Regions from separate parts of the Gossypium arboreum genome. Here region 1 is linked to region 2. A link is a contact called in public Hi-C data. All regions are on one chromosome and are shown on one strand. The core of a region is the stretch at or near the end of the contact, and the rest is flanking DNA. Distances in the headings are between cores, read along the strand shown. Region 1 holds the start of LOC108457218 (receptor-like serine/threonine-protein kinase ALE2). Region 2 holds the start of LOC108483410 (probable indole-3-pyruvate monooxygenase YUCCA8).

The links. Hi-C and Micro-C count contacts between places; a contact is called where the count stands out from the background.
Region 1: a Hi-C map of leaf shows a contact between it and region 2, with 4 times the contacts expected there. The contact joins the promoter of LOC108457218 here to the promoter of LOC108483410 in region 2. A contact is called at or near these places in 3 of 5 Hi-C or Micro-C datasets (all in leaf).

What each region holds. Positions count from the first base shown.
Region 1 is chr7:62,637,671-62,643,236 of ASM2569848v2, reverse strand. It overlaps LOC108457218 (receptor-like serine/threonine-protein kinase ALE2), which reads left to right and starts at 1,355. Exons shown (of 9, transcript XM_017756155.2): 1 at 1,355-2,110; 2 at 3,021-3,092; 3 at 5,101-5,211; 4 at 5,289-5,399. The coding sequence starts at 2,041.
Region 2 is chr7:61,739,599-61,745,003 of ASM2569848v2, reverse strand. LOC108483410 (probable indole-3-pyruvate monooxygenase YUCCA8) reads left to right here and starts at 2,789. Exons shown (of 3, transcript XM_017786794.2): 1 at 2,789-3,674; 2 at 3,769-4,140; 3 at 4,227-4,751. The coding sequence starts at 2,994. The coding sequence ends at 4,460. TRNAV-AAC (transfer RNA valine (anticodon AAC)) reads right to left here; the gene lies at 5,377-5,405.

The DNA of each region.
Region 1 (5,566 bases), core at 106-2,605, 900 kb before region 2:
CGCCTTAGATGGACAAGATTTAATGACTTATCCGACATCATGATATCCTCGATGATCTGAAGGATGTACACTTAAGCGTATTGTTCTCTTTGTACTTTAGTCGAATCATTAACCAGCTCCGCTAATTTTTTTTGTATCCAAGCCATTTTGATTCGACCTTCGTAAATCATCTCCAGAACTGCACCCAAAAGATCTAAACATATGGCTCCCCAATCAGTGACTAAACAAACCCATTAACTACCAACTTATCCATGGGTAACCCCAATTGTAAATGCACGTCCTCTAGAGTGATAGTACACTCGTCGCTTGAAAAATGGAATGTGTGTGTCTCGAGTCTCCACCTTTCCACCAATGCGCTTATGAGTTTCGGGTCCAACTTACACTCTCAGCCTACAAGGGCCATGTGCCAAAAACTGGTTTCCCTCAAGTATGGTTCGATCAACGGTGATAGAGGACCGTGTAGATTACGAATATGACATTGTAAAATTCGATCTTCTACCTATTTACATAAAAATTATAAAAAACGTTAAGTTAAAATATAACAATGAAATAAAAAAATTAAACAAGATTAAAATTTATTTTTACCGTTTACAATTGATTGATGGAGATATGCTTGATATCAAGACGGATTAGAGACTCGACCATTGCTAAATTATATAGAACACGAAAAAATTTCTTAAAAATATTAATAAAAATAGAATAAAAATAGAATTTGAATAGAAATATAATTTTAGTAAAAAATTTAAGAGAGAATTTGAGAGATTTTTGAGAGTTTTTTGAGAGTTGATTGAAAAATTTGAGAGATTTAATAAAGAAATATGAGAAATGTGAGAAATTAGTAGGTGAGAGATTTATAGTTTCTTTTTTTAGTGTCAGGGGGGAAATGACTATTTAAAATAGTCGTTGGAAGTGACTATTGGGGAGGGGAAAAACGCACTGATCTGGAAGCGTTTTTCTAGTTTTCCCTTAAAAGCGACACCAATTGAAAGTGTTTTAGCAAATTCAGTCCATTTCCACCATTTTTTAAAAAACTGACCTATTTCCTTAATTTTTAAAAAAATGGCTTTATTCCATAATTTATCCCATGATTACCTTTCCCATTTTAAAAAATAATTATTCACTTAAAAATTACTATTTTAAAATTTAAAATCTTTGTTTAAAAAAAAACAAGTGAATGTCATGGATTTTAAATTTCAAAAAAAATTAACTCCGACAGACTCAAGTCAAAATTTATTCAACTTATTTAAAAAATTTAAATTAAATTAATAAAATAAAACTCTTGATCCAAGGCTCATTCTAATTTTGTTTGTTTGTATTATTTTTAAAATCAGAAATTGACCTAATTTTAATTTTCAAAATATGTTGGGAGTTTGCAAAACAGAAAACGGTTTGCCAAATTTCAAGTGACGGGAACAAACGGCTTCCAGGTTTGTCGTTTTCGACGGTGCGTTAAGAAAACGCGCTTGCATAGAAGCGCGTACCAGACAGCCATCATCAATTTCATGAAGCAGTTGCTTTTGCTGTAGGCTACACTCCAGTAATAAAGCACCTCCCCACCTTTCCAGCCCCCACTCCCACTCTCTGTGTCTCTCACGGACGCAGTTCTCCCTTTACTCTCTCAATTTTCTACTCTCATCCCAAGAATCCCTTTTCCATGTTCTCATCTCCCAAACTAGAAAGGAAAAGGGAAGACCTATTTTCTTCTCTGCATTGTTGCGTTAGATCTTTGCCGCATTTCATGGATCGACTACAATCACGCCGACTCTCATTCCCTTCATCTTCTCTCTCCTAGGGTTTTTGTTCCGTTTCTTTTACCTTTTTTTTGGAGGGGCGCTTGGCGGCGGAGCAGCTTAGGTTTTAGTTTTGTTTGGTTTAGTTATGAGGTGTGTCGTTTCGCTCGGAGAGAGCAACGGAGAGTTTGGCTGGCGGCGAATGGTCCATCGGAAACTTAGGAATCTCCAGTGTCTCTCCGACGACTCGCACGTTGTTCGAGTTGGTGTCTGACGATGGTTGCTGTGGACTCTGGTTCGGCGAGAGAAGATGCCTGCTTTGACTCTGTTCATTTTGCTTCTTGTTTACTTACCCAGCTTTCTCTCTTGTTCTTGTTTCGGTATCACTCTTTCTGGATACTTGCTCTTCTGCTTTTTTCTTCTTCTTTAATTTCGTTTTATCTGTTTGGTTGCGGAGCCAATAATAGATAAGGAAGGGAAGTGGACTAAAATCTAGTCCGAGTTAGCTTTTAATTTTATTTATAGAAATTAAGAAAAGGTCAGCATGCTTTATGAAGCTAAGTAGGCTTTGGCTTTACTGCTGATTGGCTCTCTTTATGTCTACTTAAACTTTCCACTATAACGTTTATCCTTTAGCTTAATCTTTCGAGTTCGCCAAAACTAAAGAAAGCGGAAAAAAGAAAATTTTAAAATGTAAAGAAGGGTTCGCTTTTTGAGTAATTTGTTAGTCCCCTGTTTTCTAATTCCATACAGTATCTTGAGAAAATAATAATAATTTGGAAAAAGGGATATCAGATGAGCTATTCATATCTTAGCCCTTTGAGGAATATACTATGGATAATATGGACGTCAGGAATAATTACATATTATTATTTATCCTAAAAGGTTAGCTCAAATTATAAGTGTTCTAATACCATTAAAGTTAACTGAGCTTCAATTATCAAATAATGTTCGTGAATTCCGGATTTCCTGTTAGTTTTCTTTGTTTTATTTATATTTTATTTTTCCATGGATGCTTCTTGAAAAGAGTATGAGCCTTAAATATTTGTATTATAGCTTCTGTATAGCAATGCTTTTGGGTACAATCCTTCTTGAGTAAACGGTCAAAATCAGTTACCCTTGGAAATGTTAAAATCTTTGTTATAGTTATCTAATTTCTTGTAATTTGTGGTTATTATGTGTTGCATGCAAATAGAGTTAAGGACATGTGTTGCCATAACGGTTACAATAACTATAGTTCATTAAGGAAGACTAACATCACTGCCATTTAATTTTTATCTTTTTTACCAGGACTGCAAATATTATTGTCTCCTTTACAACCAGTGCACCAGTTGTCTGCGATGGAAACAATCATTGATCATGGTAACAATTTATTTATCTTTAAATCTTAATGAAGTTGAATAAATTCTTTTGATTAATTTCCTGTCTAGACTTGAAATGATCAATTATTTATATCCAAGTAGGTAAAGCTTGATGTTTTATCCATGAAGCTATAATGTTAACTGAAAATACTTGATGTGATGTTTGGAACATGAATTTGAAAATTTGGATTTGGATTTCATTTGCCATATAAATTGTTAGAAGGAAATGCATTCCTTATGAATAAATTAGTTGGATTTCAAGATAAATATTTATTTGGAAAGTATAAAAAGCATGAATTTGTGAAGTTCATAAATTCTTTTAAGAATTTCAAATTCACTACTAAATAGGCATCCAACAAATCCATGGATTTGAGAAAAAATTATGAGTGTTACATTTGTATGTGTGTTATAACTCAATTTGCCCAATTTTTGAAATCCAAATCCAAAATTTGAAATTCAAGTTGTTGAATGCTACTGGGGAATTTTTTTAATGTAATTAATGTTTTTTTGTAGCCTAAGCTAATACCAGTCTAACTCGTGAAGAGTCTTATTGACGATGCCTTAGGGTTAGTTTACCATTGAGGTTGAACAGTGCTTTTAGAAAGTCAGGTGGAAATATATTTTTAAAAAGATTGACAGTGTTTACCATTAGGGGTGTACAAACGATTAATTCAGTTGGTTTGCTTGGTTTTTTAAACTTAACTGGTCATCATATAATAACCAAACTGACCTACTTATATAAACCGACCTAACGAACTGACTTAACATCGGTCGGTTAACTCGGTTAACTGACTTAAAAAAAAAAAATTATAAAATGTATATTTTAAAATAATGAATATATTGATATAATTAACCGACTTAACTGATTTATATATTATAAAATATAAATTTATCTAAAATAATTAGAAAATATTAAATATTAAGTCAGTCGGTTCGTATGTGAAATTCAATAATCAATAACTGATTGACACCAAATAAACCAACCTTACAACTGATTTAACCACTAAACCAACTTAACCAAATTAATCGGTTAAATCAATTAAATCCGTTTTAACCGATTTATGCATTTACTATTGCTCTCAAAAAGTGCTTTTGAGAAGATAAAATGTCTATTTTAGAGATGATGTTGTAAAGTAGAAGATATATTGAACTTCTTTAATGAGGATAAGAAGGTAATTTCTGCCAAAAGCACTTTTGCAAAAGCTTAAAGCTAAAAATTTTGGCTTTCTGGTTTGAGTTAAAATCACAGTTTAAAAACATGGTTTGGTTTGAAAATGTACTTGTTTACTATTGCATTTGGCTTAAAATCATGATTTGGTATGAAAAACACTTTTGAACCTCAATGGTTAACGGAGCTTTAATTTGTTGAACTTGCACTGAGCCATTTGTCTTCTCAAAGCTTACTTGGCAAGTATGAGACATGAAAAATGTACTTGAAGAGGAATCTGGTGTCTACATCAAGTTGATGGATAGTCTGTCCCAACTAAAAAATTGTTGTCAGTTTTAACAAGTTTTTTATTTTTGTTTTACAGTTTTATATGTTATTTTGCACTTTGCCCACTAATTGTTTTATCAAAAAAAGGATCTTCAAGGTTCTTTATGTATTCTGTTTAGAAGAGGAACTCTTACAATCTATTTGTGGAGTACATGTTAGTCATCACATAGGCTCTTTTCTTATACATTTTTGCTTCCCAATTCTTCAGTCTAATGGCATGTAAACTTAGAAAGCTTAAGTTGAAAGTTTTTCATGCCTACTTCCGGTTCTTCATAAGTCAATGTTATTGAAAGGTTCCTTGTCACGTTTTCTGATATTTAACCCATGATGTTAAATTAATGATGCGATAGAAGAAAAAAGAGTGCTACATTAAGTTGTTTATCTCTACCTATTTTCTATAGCTGTTCAGTATAGGTTATCAGATGACTTTTAAAGGCATTCTAGCATCCTTAAATTACTTTGCATTATTACTCTTGCTTATGAAATATTAATAAGGTTGTTCTGCTCCTAGCAGCTAGGTTGCTTTCAGTGCGTTTGTTATTTTCTCGAGCAAGATCACCCCAGGAACATGTCAATCCTTCTTTTGGACCGGCTATTGCTCCTGGACCTTCTCATATCCATCAAGGTACTTATTGCAATCTATCTCCTACCCCTTGTCATTATGTTAATGATGTCCTATGGCTGACGTCTCTTGCATTGCAGCTCCTTTTGCTAGCCCTAGTAGCCATGTGGTACCCAGACATCATCATGGTGGTCACCATCGTCATCATCATGTTAAACCTCGAGAAGCTGCTACACCACCTTTAGAGCAAGGTAACTTACTATGGGTCTTGTGCAATGTCTAGAGGACATGGCTTGCTTAAACTTTTTTTTTGGCCACAAAAAATCTTATTGTTTAGACTCTAATCTCAGTTGAGGGGCCTATACAACTTTTTTTTTGTCCTGGGGGTCATGGCTAGGTTGAGTGTGTCTTCTTTTTA
Region 2 (5,405 bases), core at 1,540-4,039:
TGCAATGGTGGTGGTGGAGCAATGCAAGGCTGTTTGAGTTGGAGTGGAAGCTGCTATTGGGGGAATATGGGATAACAAAAATACATTCATATCCTTTTCATATCTCATGTATCATATGCATGGGATATGCCTATGATTTACTTTCTTCCTTTTTATCTATTATCTCCTTGTATGTTATGCATTTGGAAAGCTTGTTTCTAGGTTTTCTTTTTCTATATATAAATTGATTATCATAGCAAAAAGTTGGCATGATCATGATCATGATTCTATACTCATTTTCTCCCACTTAAAGTATCTGGCCACTTTTTTTAGGGTGATATCAATTGATTCCTATGAATATTAATTAACAATTATTTTATAAACATTTATATATATCTTTTGAATTATAGGATCCACTTCATAAAATGATAAGGTACAATCGACAGGGATGTGGAAGCTAAACCCAAAAGAAAATGCATAAAGTTCGCTTAAAAAACCTTGTGTTACATTCCATTGTTAATAAATTTATATTTTAAATTTTTAATAAATGGTGTTATCTAATTCATTAGCAACATAAAAATATTTACATTACCGGTGCATTTAATATATTTTAAACTATAATAATAATTTGCTTTACTTGATTAACATAAGCAAACCCTTTGCCCTCAATATATTTTCTTCTATTTTTATTAAAAAGTAGTGACCAACATGGAACTCAAGGTCCTCAATGGTCATGCACATGCTTCCTTCTGTCCTTCACCAATCAATCTGCCAAAACCTTCCCCCTACTGTTTCCCATTCCCCCATGAATTTTCACTCATCAATCACACACCACCAAGTGGGAATTATGGTGGGGGGCTAGGCTAGCTATGGCTACCTTCCTCATTGCTAGTTTCCAACTCGAATATTTTCATAATAATCATGAACTTGTACTTTGACAGGCCTATTCCACCAAAGTACAATTTACAAAAACAAAACCCTAAAATGCTTTCCACGACTAATCACCATTGTCATAAATGAACATAAAAAAAAATCTCAAAAAAGAAGTAATAATATTTCTTAATTATATGAGCATTCGAGCGTGTCAAACTCGGAAGCATTCACCGAAAGCAACGTTGTTTATCGACCTTCCACGTACCTTGAATGTTTCACAATTGTGTGTTCATACTTTGAACCTCTAGATTATCCTAGTACTTTACAATCTTTACCATGCATAAAGAATATTCTCTCTTCTCACCATGTTTGCTTTCTGACATCTATTTCACCGAAATTCGTAGCTTTTTTTTTTTTTTTTAATCATTGCTCGAGGTGTGTGATACATATGTACTATATAGAATGTACTATATAAATTAATCAAATACATTTTTAAATATCACAAACACCCATAGTTATTAATTTTCTTGGCAAAGTATAAACATTTACACAAAAGCCAAATGAAGGTTCAAAGCTAACCATCGTTGTAGTTCAAGGGCAATACCAGGCACGAAAGACTATAATTTGGGAGCAATATCTTTATTGTTGTAATATTAATTTAATTAAAATATTTTTTATACCCGTTTTACAATTTATAAAAAATTAATTGATTTATAATTATTTTCTCAACAACATCATATTCAAAATTTAAATCTAAATTCTGTCCATAAAATTGTAATAAACTTTACAACTAGGCTAAATATTGTTAGTCTGTTAGGAATATTAGTTGAGCATGCAAATCGTCAGCTTAGAAACATACACAGTGGAAGAAGAGGGCATGTGGATGGGTTGAGCAGATTTTTTTTCTTGGGAAGTGGTGTGAAATTAGTCGAAGTGGGTTGGACAGATGGCGCAAAGGTGGGTGTGGAGGAGGGTCGGCAGAAAGGGGCATTTGTGGGTCGAAGCAGCCTTACAAGTCGCAATCCCAAGGCAATGGAGGGGCTCATGTGGGGGATCCCTCCCCCAAGATCGTGACAGTGTTAAACCCCTTCTTATTCATCAACTTCACTCATCCAATCCACGTGGGAACATCGCCGCCTATATCCTAGTCAGCACTCTCTGCCACTTAGGCTTCCAATTTCCATACATTTTAAATATTTTATTTATCCTCCCATTTATTTCTTTATTTACTTTATTTTTAAAATTTTTTATGAAAGAAACTCCCCTCTAGTGGGTCCATTAGAATCATAAGAGGATGTTGCGTCATTTTCATTTTCATTGTTTCCTAATTCTCTCCCTATGATGTTTCCACTTCATCTTTGGTTAATTTAGCTGATTTTACCTCAAATATTACAGCATAAAATAGGACCTAATTTCTTTTCCTTTTCTTTTCTCTTTTCTCTTTTTATGTTTGAAATTAGGAACATTGCAATCTTTCCTTTTTCTTTTTTTCTTTTGCACAAATTCAATATGATGTATGAAGTTATGCTAATTGAATATGATTGTGTATTTCAATTATCATATATGTATATATATTGTTTTTGATATATAAAATGATCTTATCAAAGTTCACTTACTATGAAGTTGGTGGAACATATACAATAATTGATATAAAATAATATGGAATCTCAAGCTTGGTATGAAATCTACAAGCACATTTGATGTTGGGCATCAAAATCATGTAAACTCCATGCTTTCATTGGTAACCCAAGTTTTTTCTCTTCTAAATATATTTACATCTTTATAATAAACAAAAAAAATTATAAAGGAAAGAATAAAAAATTCCAAAAAAATATGATAATCCTTCAACAATTTTTTAAGTATCATGTAAATGTATATAAGGATCTATTAAATTATTCTATAAAATAACAAAAGGTAGCCATTGGCTTATGATTTGAAACTGGACCCTTTTAAAATGCATTAAATTCTTGAATGTTATCACATGGACCTTCCTTATTTAAGCAGCCCCATCCCATCTTCTCCCTCCAAACCAAGAACAACAACTTACTCTCTCTGAAAGAAAAAAACAAACACCATTTCTTTTTTTTCTCTAAGCTCTCTAATTTCAACTCTACATTTTTGTCTCAAGACAAACTCACCGTATGACAATGGAGAATTTGTTTCGCCTTGTTGATCAAGACCAAGATTTCTTTCAGCGTAAATGGACTTTGGTCAATGGTCCGGTCATTGTTGGTGCCGGACCATCAGGGCTAGCCACTGCTGCTTGCCTGAAAGAACAAGGGGTCCCCTTTGTTGTCCTCGAAAGAACCGATTGCATTGCATCTTTGTGGCAGAAACGCACCTACGACAGGCTAAAGCTTCACCTTCCCAAACAATTCTGCCAACTCCCTAAACTACCTTTCCCTGAGGATTTCCCCGAGTACCCAACAAAGAGACAGTTCCTTGACTACCTTGAATCATATGCTAAGCATTTTGATATCAACCCAAAGTTCAATGAGTGTGTGCAGTCAGCTAGGTATGATGAGACCAGTGGTTTCTGGAGGGTCAAGACCATTGTTACAAGTGGTTCAAACAAGACTGAGTTCGAATACGTTTGCCGCTCGCTTGTTGTGGCCACTGGTGAAAATGCCGAGTGTGTTTTGCCCGATATTGAAGGATTGTCAGAGTTTGGTGGTGAAGTTATCCATGCTTGTGATTACAAGTCTGGTGAAAAATTCAAGGGGCAGAAAGTACTAGTTGTCGGCTGTGGCAACTCTGGCATGGAAGTTTCTCTTGATCTGTGCAACCACAATGCTTCACCTTCAATGGTGGTTCGCAGCTCGGTAAGTCATCAGAAAAAAAAAAAGTTACCTTATATCAGATACACTTCGAAGAAAAATTGAATTCTAATGGGTTTTTTGTTCTGTTTTTCAACAGGTTCATGTCCTGCCAAGAGAAATTTTTGGGAAATCAACATTCGAATTGGCTGTTTTGATGATGAAATGGCTACCCCTTTGGCTTGTTGACAAGCTAATGTTGATTTTGGCATGGTTGATGTTGGGAAACATTGAGAAATATGGACTTAAAAGGCCATCAACGGGTCCCTTGGAACTCAAGAACACAAAAGGGAAAACCCCTGTATTGGACATTGGTGCATTGGAGAAAATTAGATCAGGTGACATTAATGTGGTTCCTGGAATCAAGCGTTTCTCACGTGGACAAGTTGAGCTCGTTAATGGCGAAAAACTTGATATCGATTCAGTTGTGTTGGCTACCGGATACCGCAGCAATGTTCCCTCATGGCTTCAGGTGAGAAAATGCTCTAAAATTCAACTGTTTTAAAGAAGCCAAGATTGACAAATAAACTAATGGAAATAGTTGACATGATGAAACAGGAAGGTGAATTCTTCACCAAAAATGGGTACCCAAAGGCTTCATTCCCACATGGGTGGAAAGGAAAAGCTGGACTTTATGCAGCTGGGTTCACAAGGAGAGGGCTCTCAGGTGCTTCCTCTGATGCCATGAGGATTGCACAAGATATTGCCCAGGTTTTTAAAGATGAAACTAAGCAGCTCAGAATGAGAACTGTTGCTCGCCATAGACGCTGCATTTCACTTTCACAGTTCTAAACTTACAAAATCCTCAGGCCAAATATTTTTATTTCATCAAAAGCTAGGAAACTAGCTTTGTTCCTGTAAAAATTAATAATACTGTATAATACTCTCACCCAACAAAAACAAAACAAAAGAGGTAGAACAGGCTGACAGAGCCCTCTCCAAAGGCCCAAGTTTTGATTTTCTTTGGGAATTTTGTAAACCGAGGATGATGAGGCTTTTTCCCTTTTTTTTTTTTAAATTTTATTTAAAAATGTTTGTACCATAATTCAGTAATCAAGTTGAATGATACAGCAGCTTCCTTTCTCTATATCCCATCATTTCTCTGTCAATGGTTTCAAGATTCTTTCAATTCATGGTACTAATTATTACAATAAGTTCCAATCCACAGCCAGAAAGCTTCATTCTTAACCAGTAAAGATGCTGATTCTTTGAGAAAGGAACAACAGATTTCCAGTTCCCTAAAAGAAATAAGCATTGTATTAATGAAAAGGTAAAGGCCCACTGACTGAATGCTTGAGATTTCCAAGTTGCCCCCATAAACATCAAATCATAGATGGGGAATAGGACTCATGATGATGAGGGACAATGGAACCCAGCTCCCACCATCTTTTGAGGATAGCCAAGCTCCAAACACTATTCCCCTTGATTCCTAAATTACTTGTATGATTTCATTGACCAAAACTTATTTGTAAACGAATAATCTAAAGCCGCACATGGATTGAGCAGAGCACCCTCAATGCTCTCATCATGACTGAATTACAGTTAGATATTTTATGTAAAGCATATTCCTTAACTTAGAGACGTGAGAACTAGCTGTCTTGATCTTATGTAAGTCGTAGAAGTCCGTAAAGGCATGAATACCCTGTTTCCTTTTCTTTTACCCTTTATAACAGAGGACAGTATTGCACTGAAAAGGTAAAAAATTTAATGGCGTCGCCCGGACTCGAACCGGAGACC